2 separate regions of the Mus musculus genome follow, and region 2 is linked to region 1. The links are chromatin contacts, called in public promoter capture Hi-C maps. All regions are on one chromosome and are shown on one strand. The core of a region is the stretch at or near the end of the contact, and the rest is flanking DNA. Distances in the headings are between cores, read along the strand shown.

Evidence for each region. Capture Hi-C pulls out chosen DNA fragments and counts their contacts.
Region 2: a promoter capture Hi-C map of pancreatic islet shows a contact between it and region 1. The contact joins the promoter of Gssos2 here to the promoter of Ggt7 in region 1. A contact is called at or near these places in 26 of 39 promoter capture datasets (the 3T3-L1 cell line, 3T3-L1-derived adipocytes, the C10 cell line and 15 more), 5 of 15 datasets of contacts at CTCF or cohesin (CD8 T cells, the G1E-ER4 cell line, the NIH/3T3 cell line and 1 more), 66 of 484 Hi-C or Micro-C datasets (8-cell embryo, the AML12 cell line, the BV-2 cell line and 31 more), 31 of 115 datasets of contacts at active chromatin or transcription factors (the 230-238 cell line, CD8 T cells, the HPC-7 cell line and 20 more) and 5 of 9 other capture datasets (adipose tissue, embryonic stem cells, liver and 2 more).

Annotation. Positions count from the first base shown.
Region 1 is chr2:155,510,939-155,516,381 of GRCm38.p6, forward strand. Ggt7 (gamma-glutamyltransferase 7) reads right to left here and starts at 3,908. Exons shown (of 15, transcript NM_144786.2): 1 at 3,691-3,908. The coding sequence starts at 3,859.
Region 2 is chr2:155,564,860-155,571,101 of GRCm38.p6, forward strand. Gssos2 (a long non-coding RNA gene) reads left to right here and starts at 3,019. Exons shown (of 5, transcript XR_001783522.2): 1 at 3,019-3,749; 2 at 5,237-6,242. It overlaps Gss (glutathione synthetase), which reads right to left. Exons shown (of 13, transcript NM_008180.2): 10 at 2,834-3,028; 11 at 1,944-2,025; 12 at 1-90.

The DNA.
Region 1 (5,443 bases), core at 2,658-5,157:
GGATAATCATTTTTGTCTCTAAGCCTCAACATCACTAGCAATTTGAACATGAGACTTGCTTGAGACAGAGTCTCTTGCTTGCAGCTGTGTGCACCAGGCTAGCTGGCCCATGTGCTGCTGAGTCCCTATCTCCATCTCCCTTCTCACTGTAGAAGCACTGTCATGCCTAGCTTCTTAGATGGGTTCTGGAGATTTGAACTAAGGCACACACACTTGGACAGCAGGGGCTTTACCCAGGGCACCACCTCCCCAGAGAGACCTTGTATTTACTGAGGCTGATGGTACCCTAGGTATTTCACATGTATTTCCTCAACGAAGTGTTTTCATGACTTCATGAGCTAGGCTCCACTTTCCTCACTTTACAGATGAAGAAACTGAAGGCAAAGTGGTCCTGCCTGTCTGCCATAACAAGAATACATGGGAGAACGGGGGCCTTGACGTCACCTTTCTGTGTCACTTGATGGCCTCCTTTCTATTGATTCACGTGGCATTGGCAGCTATTTCCAATCCCCCGAACCAATCCAGTGAGCGGGGTGAGTGTAGTGGCTCACACCTGTGACCCCTGCACTTGGGAAGTAGAGGCAGAAGGATCAGTGATCAAAGCTTGCCTGAGATAAGTGAGGCCTTGTCTAAAAAATATAAAATAAAAATATCAAAAATGGGGAGAGGGAGGTATATATCACGTGCCCTGCCTACATAGTAGGGCAATAATCCCACTGATAAGAGCAAGGTACTGGGGGAAAGATTGGTTTGGGGGCAGAAGAAAAAAGTTTATTAGAGACAGGCTTGTGGCTGGAACTTAGAATCCCAGTGCTCAGGAGGCTGAAGTATCAAGGCTACAACAAGTCTGAAGCCAGAGTGGGTTGCAGTAGTGAGTTCCAGGCCAGCCTTGGCTGTATAGTGAGTTCCAGGCCAGCCTGAGCTACAGAGTGAGATCTCAGTCTCAAAACAAACAAAAGCCCCGTATGCTTTCAGAGAAAGGTGGGTTTAGTTTTGATTATCCTGAATTAGTGAGACACAAGGCACTGCTGTCTCAAGGTAACCGGTCAAAGTATCTCATTTTCTTTCTCTTACATGTTTTTCAAAAACAGGTTACAACACATCCTAGTCTAGACTTGAACTCCCTTAAAGGGGAAATTTCTGAACTTGGGGTGACATGACCGGAAGAGCAGGGTGGTGCATGAACTTGAGGTGAGAGGGCGGTGGCAGGACACCACCAGCTGAGTGACTTAGGAGTCACACAGGTGTGACAGGTGATGACATGGTGGTCAGATGGAATTTAGGAGACTCTTAGGAGGGAGGGTATAGAAAACCAGGTCACATTTTAAAAGTGAGAAGAACAGAGGGAAAGACTCAAAGGTGGCTTCTGGGCATCTACTTTGGACTCCGAAGGGTGGTGCCCCTCACCGAGAATGGCGCTGGACAAAAAGGAATTGTGTGGGGAAGACATGCTGACTTGCATAGAATGTTGAAGGTTGGTTATCTACAAGATACCTGGAACCTAGAGCCTGGGAGAGGAAGGCTCGTGTGGCTTCCGTGAGGACAAAAGGAAGCATTTCCTAACTTTGGAGCAGTCACGGACTCACTCTCTTTTCTCCGGGGCCTGCTGTGGGGTGCATGGGTATCAACTATTCCATAATGGACCCTTTATTACCCAGGCTACCCAATCCCAACCAAGGTCCTGGCTAAGAAGACAGGGCAGTGCCACTAGGTGGCACTACTAGGCTGAGAACAGAGAAGGTCATGACAGCCTACAAGCTGTTCTAGCTGGACCAAAAGAGTCTTGGGACTTGGAAACAGGCCTAGGTGACATGGCACCAAAATGCTCATACTGTAATGATCTCAGGCAAGTCCTGAGAACCTTGGTGTCCACCCTTGCGGTCAAGTTTAAGTTCCCGGGAGCTTGGGTAACCAGTCTCTATGCTGAATTTCTAGGCAAGTGTTCTACCGAGTTATACCTCCATCCCCTCTCTGTTGAATTTCCACCCACACCAGTATGATGCCTACACGGAACTCCCCCAAGGCATTCCTGAGGTTTGGGAATTCCATCCCCTATCAGCACTTCATCTTGCCAGCTTCTCCCTTTCATCTATTCATTCAATAATCATTTACTGAGTGCCCAACACTGTGCTGAATTCTGGAGAAAGAATAGTGGATGAAAAAGCCACACTCCCTGCTTTTCGAGGCCTCATAGACAACAGTAAGCCCAAATAAATAACCACAGGCTTTTTAATAAAGCAGTGACCTTTAACGGGGGCCAGAAGAAGACAGATCAAAGGTCCTGCTTTGTTATCTGGATATGCTTTATAGAGGTGGAGGAGAAAAGGAAAGCCCAGTACAGGGTAGGCACACCCACTAAACTGTAGTAAGTCACGGCTGTACTGCTCTTAATCTCTGAATAGAAAACCCAAATTGACCAGGTGGCTGGTGTCAATAGATGACCAGAAGGTTCCACCAGGACATCCTTTCCCACATCCACTCTTGTACCGCCAAGGCTACCCTGCGCCCCCCCCCCAAGAAAATTAGTTTTGACAGGCAGCTCTGACATTTGAGGTCCCAAAGTCTACACAGCCCATTCTTAATCCCATCACAGGTAAAGTGAGATCCAGTCAGGCTGGTGGGTTCTGGTGGTCAGGAAGCAGAGGAGAGGATTTCAGTCGCCAGGCTGGGAGTGACAATGGAAGAGCCAGGCTAGAAAGGGCCGGAGCAGCATCCTCCGGTATAGACAGGGATATAGCTCAAGTGCAGGCACCACCAGGAGGAAGTCAGGGAGCAGAAGAATGCTCTGGTGCCAGGAAGTGACGTTGAAGGAAAGAGGGCAGAGGGATGCTGGATAAAGAATGGTGGGGAGCACAGAGCTGGACCACATGGGCAGGAGAGATAGCAATAGGGGAGGAATACCAACGGATCTCTTGGTCCCCAGCTCCCTCTCTCAAGCCCAGCTTCCTTCCCAAACTCCATCTCCTTCAGTTTCAGCAGAGGGTGGAGAACACAGATCTTGTTGCTGACCAGAAGCTCCTACCGACCTGACTAACATCCGGGCCAGATCCCCATCTCTGGAAGGGGTAGGGTAATCCACAGAACAGCAAAGGCACTGTAGTCCCCAAGGACTTTGAGAGGTCATGCCGTCCATCCCCTTGTCTCCCAATACCCAGAATCCCCAGACAGAGAGGAATCACATTTTCTTTACCCCTCTCTGGACATGAAGAGATAGATTCTCAGCTCTTCTCGGGACACTCTGCTTCCCATAATCCCTGGCTATGGTGAAGTTCTCCTGAAGATCTAGACTCCATCCCGCCTGCTGCAGTCTCCTACTTGGCTTTTCTATCCTGTCCTCTGTGGCTAGAGAAAAGCTTTTACTAGGTGACCACAGCTGTTCTTTAGGCTCTCCCCTCCAGCATCCCTTTTTTCTCAATAGGTTCTTCCTAAAAGGTAATCATAATCTCTCCTGCTGCAGTCCTTGCATCCCCTCCCGTGTCGCATCCTACGCCTCCAAGGCAAAAATACCCCCTTTCCCACCAGACAGTTAACAGGGCTGAGGAAGAAGGGGAGAGGTCCAGGATGCAGAGGATGAATGAAGGAGATGGGAGATTGGAAATGGATGCTCAGAACAGGAGGAGGAGGACCAGGACACCAGCCCCCACCCTCAACCCCCCAAGGCGGGGCAGGGATGGGGCCAGAGGGCCTCACCAGTATCCGGGTCTCCCAAGAAGGCGTCCTCGTCCTTACGGCCCCTCAGTGGGGCCGCAGGCGCTGGCTCGTCCTCCGGCAGCCTCGGGAAGCTGGTGATGCTCATATAGTCCACTGGTGAGTAGGCGCCTAGGGCGCTCTCCTGGCTAGCCTCGTTCTCAGCCGCCATCCTCGCCCTAACCCCCAGCAGCGCAGCGCCTGCCGGAAGTGGCAGTGAAGAGGGGGGTGCGAGGGCGGAGGGCGGGGTCTGAGCTCCTGGACAGCCGGGAGGGGGCGCCCCCACCGTCAGCAGTGTCCTAGTATGACTCGCCCCCGCCTGCTTAAAGTCTACTGATTGCAGCCTGCAGGCAGGTGCAGGAGGATGGGAGCCCAGAGGACAGTGGAAGGTTGCCAGGATGAAGACGCTACTCTGGGATCCTCAAACAATCCCTGGCCCTTCCTCCTTCCAGTCTGAATCCAGCCCAGATTCCATATGCTTCTAGAACCACAGACTGACTTTTGAGCGCAAATTTCTCTTTGATTTCAGATCCTCTTCGGACCACTCACTTCCTGGACTCCAAATTTCTCTGTGGTCGCCAAGATTCCCCTCTTCTGATCTCAAACTACTTTTCCGACCCCACTAAGACTACTTACTCTTCATACCCGCAGTGTTCTTTTTGACTTACGACTCTGACTTCATTTCATCCCAAGATTCCTTTTCAATCTCCAACCCCTACTTCATCCTGACTGCTTTTTCACCTGCAGGCCCCTCTTGAACCTCTCTTTTGATCTCACACTCCTTCCTGTGCCCTCCCTCCCCCAGATTGCTCACATTTCTCTTTTAAACCCCAACTCCTTCTGGAACTGCCCTGATGTATCAGCATAGGAGATTGGCCCTTCCTGAAAGCCCACCCCCAACTTTAAAATCTTTAGAAGCAAATCCTCAGATTCCACTCCAGGAAAAGCGATTCAGTAGGCCAGAGCATGGCCTTTGGAACCTTAATATTCTTTGGCATTTTAAAGAATGCTTGATGTGGTTCTGAAGTTAAAGTAAAAGAAGTAATAATGGTGTGGTAGAGCAGGGCGGTGGGATGGGAAGGATAGACGGCTAAGAACTTAGGAAGTAACTCCTTGGTAGAGTGCTTGTCTGTGTGAGGGTTTGACACACAGCATCAAAAGAAGAAAAAAGGAGAGGAGGAGGAGGAAGAGGAGGAGGAGGAGGAGGAGGAGGAGGAGGAGGAGGAGGAGGAGGAGGAGGAGGAGGAGGAGGAGGAGGAAAGAAACAAAGAAAGAAGAGGGGAAGGTAAGAAGGAGAATGTGTTTCTGTACTTGCCAAGCCCATCTCTGGAACCACTCTCCTAGCTCCAAGAATGATAGTTATAAGTCCAAACTTCTACTATTCAGTCCACAAGTAGGGAGATGGGATTGGTGAAGCTGTGGACACACAATATTCCTTTCTTTCCTGGTCCCTGGCTCCAGGCTCAGTGTGACTTGAACTGTTTTAGCATTTACCATGGATCATGGAGCTGCAGTGCTACTTATAGACAGCAGGGGGCAGCAGTAGATAGGGAACAGTTGCAGGAGAAAGGTTTAGGAAGAATGGAGGGTCAGAGCTGGGCAGTGGAATTGGGAATAAGGGATGGTGGTCTTCAGATCAATAGGCAAACTTATTTATGCCTTCTTCCCCATACAGAGGTTCTTATTGTTGGAGTCTATAGCGATCATTGTTTCTGTGACTCCTTCTATTCCAATGAGAGTTTTGTCGCCAATGAGA
Region 2 (6,242 bases), core at 1,769-4,268, 53 kb after region 1:
TCTTCTCCATGAGGATGTAGGAGGCTCTCTCCTCACTGTCCTTCAGCTGCTCCAGAGCTTGTACCATTTCCTCCCCGTATAAGTTGTTACCTGCAATCAAACTGGCCAGTCACACAGAGCATATCTGGCTCCTGAGAAGGAGAGAACACCTTGACAAGAGAGCTTTACACAAGTGAACACCCTGTCACCACACTGTTCTGCTTGGACTGCCCCATCTATGGATGTTTCTCCCTAGCCACCATTACTGGTTCCTTCTCTTCTTAAAATGTTGGTGTTCCCTGGGCCTCAGCAGATGTCTCAGTCTGTAAAGGGCTTGTTGTGCAAACACAAAGACCTGAGTTCTGATCCCTATCACCCATGTAAAGCTAGGGTGTGGGATAGATGTGTCTATAACACTCTCTCTTAGTGCTGGGGAAGTGGAAGGTGGAGATAGGTGGATCTCCAGAGCTTACTGGCTAGCCACTAGTCTAGTCAGTTGGTGAATTCCAAGATCAGTGACAGACTGTGTTTTTAAAAATGATGGAGAGCAGTAGAGGAAGACAGTAGATGTGACTATGCGTATACATACATAGAGAGAGAGACAGACAGAGAGAGGCATGCGCGCGCGCGCGCGTGCGCGCGCGCGCACACACACACACACACACACACATACACACAGAGAGAGGTTGAGGTTCTTTAAGAGTTCTCTACCTTTGCTCTGTCCTCTACTTTCTGTCCCTAAGGCTTCATTTATTCTGCACACTTTAACTCCCAAATCTTTTAACTCATGTTCTTTGTTCTAGACATCATAAGATGTACCACATGTCCCTAATGCAAACTTAGTATATCCACATGGATATCTAGTTCTGCTAGAACTTACTTCTCCTGAACTTGCTACTCCTAATAGGATGAAAAGCATCCCTGAGTCCTAGTTAAGTTCATTCTCCCTATGTCACCCTAGTTAGCTTACCTGTCTTACCAACTCAGAAGTGTTGCCATTTATGCTCTATATTGTCCTAACCCTAGTCTGGGCCTCTACATGGGTCTTCATGACAATGAAGACCTCCATCAGCCTCCTTCCATGGTCTCTGTCACAAATACCTCCTCTCCTGCCAGGAAACTTACAAAGGCTGAAGCTCATCGCTACTAAACGGACTTGGATTCTGAATAGTTCATGTGTCCCTGCCCTGTTGGAATTTTAATGGCTTACTACATCACTTGTGATAAAACACAGTTTATAACATATATTTGTGGGGGGAGGGGAATGTGCATAAATGTGCACGCACACACACATTCATGCATATGCAAGTGGAGGCAGAGGACAATACTGAAGTATCTTCTTCAATGGCCCTCTACCTTACTTTTGAACAGGGTCTCTCACTGAACCTGGAGCCTATCTGCCTTTTTCTGCCCTCTACTCCACAGTCCCCGAGATACAGATGCTTGCTGTCATGCTTGGCTTTTATGTGGGGGTAAAGATCCAGTGCTTGCATAGTAAATCTCCTGACTGACTGAGCCATCTCCCCAATCCCAGATTTCCTGGAACATTTTCAGTGTTCTTTATTATCAGGTCCCTGATAGTCATTCCCAACCCATCTTCCTGCCATCTCCAATTCTAGCCTCACCAGCTTCTCATTAACCTCTCAAGAGTCCAGTTCATGTTTTTATGGCCCAATGCTTTTACTTGAGTGGTCTTTCTTTGGTTTAGAATGCTCTTCCCCATTTTCTACCTAGAAGGATCCTACTAGTCCCAAGACCCAAGTGGAAAGTCAAGTCTATTAGGTAGACATGGTCCCGGCCCCCAAGGGGGGGGGGACAGTAAACAGGAATACAACCAAGTATTCTCTTAGACTTCCCAGTATGTACCTATTTCATTTCCCTATAATTTACCCACGGGTACCTCAAAACTAGCACTGACAACAACCTCTAGCCTTTGAGCAGCTCTACAAAGGAGATCCACCTACCTCCACCCTCTCTCTGGGGCTTCAGCACAAAGTGGCTAGGAGCAGCAAGGGCCTCAGCAATGGCCTGGTCCCCTTCTTCACCCTGATAGGAGGCAGAAAGTAGGCACTAGAATTCAGTCTATAGGTCCTGCTGGTCATGCAGAGTGACTTCCAGGGGTGGGGGGAACAGAAGGGAAAACACCATAAATTCCTTTAGGCTAGACACTTCAATCCAGATGTGACCCTTAACTCCCTTGCAGCACTAAATACCAAACAGGCTTTCAGTACTACAGCAAAGGCCTGGAAAGTGGCTACAGATATACCCTAATTCTCTCTACTCTCCAGTCATTTCCTTTGGTTTTCATCCTTATCATCACCATTGCTGAGGGAGTTGAAATGGATTTTTAGCCCCCCAAGTTTTAGCTCCTGCTGTGGTGGTTTGAATATGCTTGGCCCAGGGAATGTCATGACTAGGAGGTGTGGCCTTGTTGGAGTAGGCGTGGCCCTGTTGGACAAAGTGTGTCACTGTGGGGGTGGGCTTTGAGACCCTCCTCTTAGCTGTCCACGAGCCAGTCTTCTTTCTCCTGGCTGCATTGAATCAAGATGTAGAACTTTCAGCTCGTTCTCCAACATCATGCCTGCCTGGAAGCTGCATGCTCTTACCTTGATGATAATGGATGGAACCTCTAAGCCAGCCCCAATTAAATGTTGTCCTTTATAAGAGGACATGCCTTGGCCATGGTGTCTGTTCACAGCAATGGAAACCCTAACTAAGACACCTGCTCGCAAGGCTTAGGGGTCCTCCAGAGCAGCAAGGATGTGAGCCATATGCCAGCCACAGTGCCAGCTGTGATACACCCTCACCAGCACATTTGCCGTCTCTGTTGTGTGGTAGGAAAAATGCTACATACCATGTCCAGTGAATAGAGGCCAGCAAAGGTGGCTCGGAGGCGGGCCACAGCCTCAGGCTGGCCCGGGAGCAGCGCTTCCAGCAGACCCACCCTGCTCAGTTCCTGCTGCACCTTCTTAGTCCCAGCCAGCTGTATGGCAATGTCTGGACACTTGGCAGCACGAGATCTCTCTAGCATCAGGCGTGCTTCCCAGTTCTGCAGATGCAATAAGACCACAGAGCCTTTATGAGTAGGTGCCAGACACTGTGCCTTTTAATCCTCAAGCTGATTATCATTACAACATCCTTGTGAGGCAGATATGACCTCTCGGTCTGCAAGATGCTAGCCTTTCAGGAGTTTGTGGTCTAGCCAACTAATGCTAGTTCATAGTGACATGGCAAATTACTGCAAGGAAATGTTTTTTGGGAGGAGGAACAGGGTCTCACTATGTAGCTCTGTTGGCCTGAAACTTGCTATATATACCAGGCTGGCCTCAAAGTCACAGAGATCCATCTACAGCTGTCTCCTGAGTGCTGGGACCACCACATCCAGCAGAAAAGACATTTTGTAAGGAAAACGGTGAGCTCCCCTTGCCTCTCCTCTTCCCTCCCCTTCTCCTCCCCCCCCCCACCTCTCTTTCCCTCCCTCCCTCTCTCCTCCAACCACCCTCTCTTTTGAGACCAAGTCTCACTTGGTAGCCGGGCTGGCCTGTAACTCCCAAGATAGCCTAGGCTGTCCTCCTGCCTCAGCCTTCAGAATACTAGAAGATTTGTCATTTCTTAACAGGATCTGGTTATGGAACCCAGGCTGTCCTGCTGCCTCGGCCTCCTGCAGGCTGGGATTGTAAGCATGTGCCACCACTCCCGGCTGGATGAGGTCTGAAGGGTATGATTATAAGCTGAGCTTTATACACTGTGCTCCAGAGAAAATCCAACAGGTAAAAATCTAGTCAGCCATATACTCTTTAGCCTTTTATCAAGTAAAGTCCACTCCTTCCTGTAAGACCCTGTAAGGTTCCCCAGTTTTTCATCACCTCATGCCACTGATTCCAGCTACTCCTCCTAACTCCTGACTCCCACATTCTAGCCATACAAGACTATAACTACTGCATTTCATTCCTTCTCACTGGTCTTTTATTTACTGATTTCCCTGCCTGAAATTCTCTGCCTTTTAAAATTTCCCATGGATAGCTACAGCCTTCTCATCCTCAAGTCTTGGTTCCGTCGTCTTTCCCCTGACAGTGTGCGTTTCTCCATAATTCTCTATCTTTTCTTCCTGGTCTTTCAGTCAAAGCCAATTACCTCTCAACTAGGCATGTTTCCCCCAGGCTGAGTATTCCATATTTGTAATGCTAACACTCAGATGGCTGAGGCCGTAGGGTCTAGAGTACAAAGCAAGTCAGAGTTAAAATAATGAGTTCCAGCATGCTGGGGCTATAGAATAAGAGTCTGTCTCAAACATAACAAAACCAAAACTCAAAAAATTATAAATAATGTTTCTATTTTTTCTTTCTGATGTTTATCTCCCTGACCAGGCTGTTTATTCACCATAAGAACCACACAAGATTTTGCCTTGCTTTTGGTTATCTCCCCACAGTAATGCAGTTTCCGGTCTGACCCTTCCTAGGTACTCAGTATCAGTTATTGTTGCTCAGTGAAGTGAAATTTGATTACTATCCTGACAATAGGCAGTCTGACGGGTGGAACTCACTGGAGAATGGGCCCTGTGTCAGACAGGATCATAGGAACAAAGGTCTGCAGGTGGCTAATCACAGGTTGAATAGTCTTATTGTTGTAGGAGCTTAGAATAATACAAGAGACAGGGAAATGTCAGAGGTCCCCAATCTCAGGCACTCGGGAGAAAGTTGTGCTTGTCATGATCAGGGACACCTGTCCACAGCTGGCTCAAGGTTCAGGCCTAATCCACAAGCCCTGCCTCCACCCAGTGCTGTCCACTGGAATAGCTTAACCTGATGGTCAACAAAATCAATCTCAGTCAGCTAACTGCTGACTGGGCAGTCAGAGGCCCAGAACACAAGACTAGAAAGATGTCTTGTAGAAGCAGAAAAATCAAAACTCAGACACAAGAAGAGTCATCTAACAAATCACAAAGCCTGTAGCTTATGTCCATGGTCCAGTGCAGGCAAGCTGCTCTCTGTATCACTTCCTTCCCTTCATTAGCTCATCCTCCCCTCTATGAGTGTATTTTAAACTGTTTCTCTGCCTCCCTGTCCGGAAACTTGGATCCATTTTCCCAACAGACAATTTCCCTCTTCCCTAATTAGCAGGTTTCCAGCACTAACCACGTCTCTGGACAAAAGGGCTTTCCCTAGAGCTGTCCTTCAGTAGGGCTGTCCCTATAGAGCTCAACCACAAAGAACCCTAAGTGGACTATAAATCTCATAGGGGCCCCTTCATTTTCAAGCATAGCTCCTGTCTTCAGATGCTGAGACCCAGGAGGGGCTGGGAAGCTGTCCAAGTTGTGACTCTCAGCTCACCACACAGGGTATTTCCTTGCTTCTTTTGCTAAGTATTTTTTTTAAAGACTTATTGTTATCGTACGTGTGTGAGTGTTATTCTGCATGCATGTATGTGTACTATGTGTGTGCCTGACACCTGTGGAGGCCAGAGGAGGGCACTGGATCCCCTAGAACTAGAGTTACAGATGGTTGTAAACTGCCATGTGGGTTGGGACCAAAACTGGGTCCCCTATATAAGAGCAGTAAGTATTCTTAACTGCTGAGCCTCTCTCCAGCCCGTCCTTCCTTCTTTCCTTCCTTCCTTCTTCCCTCCCTCCCTCCCTCCCTCCCTCCCTTCCTTCCTTCCTTCCTTCCTTCTTTCTTTTTTAATTCCATGAAAGCCGGGATTTTTTGCCTTTCCTCCATGGTATAGGCGTTAACCTCCGGGGAGAAGAATGGCATATGCAGAGTACACTGCCCCGGGAGTCAGAAATCATAGGAGATTCTTGTGAGATTTTAGACAAGCCTCTGCATGGCTCCAAACTTTAGTTTCCTCAGCTAGGTAATAGGGATAATTATAAGTCTCACACGATAGCTGTAAGAGTTAAATAAAATGTGTGGAAAGTAATTTTTGAAACTACACAGTAGTTAGCAGGATGAGGTAATATTGGTTGCCATGAATATAAATTAGAACACGATCAAACAAACAAAACCTTTCTAGTTCAGATGGGAGAGGTACAGAGGTACAGAAAATGAAAATGGTCAGAGAGGCTGGGCACGATGACTCACACCTATACTGTAGCACTTGGAAGGCTGAGGTAGGAGATTGTCACTTATTTGAGGCTACACTGAGTTTCAGGTCAGCCTTGAAGGAAGACCTTGTTCCTCCTTACCCTCCCCCTCAAAAATAAAACAAACAAGCAAACACACAGAAAAGAACAAACAAAATAAGTGGGTGGGTGGCCTGGCACT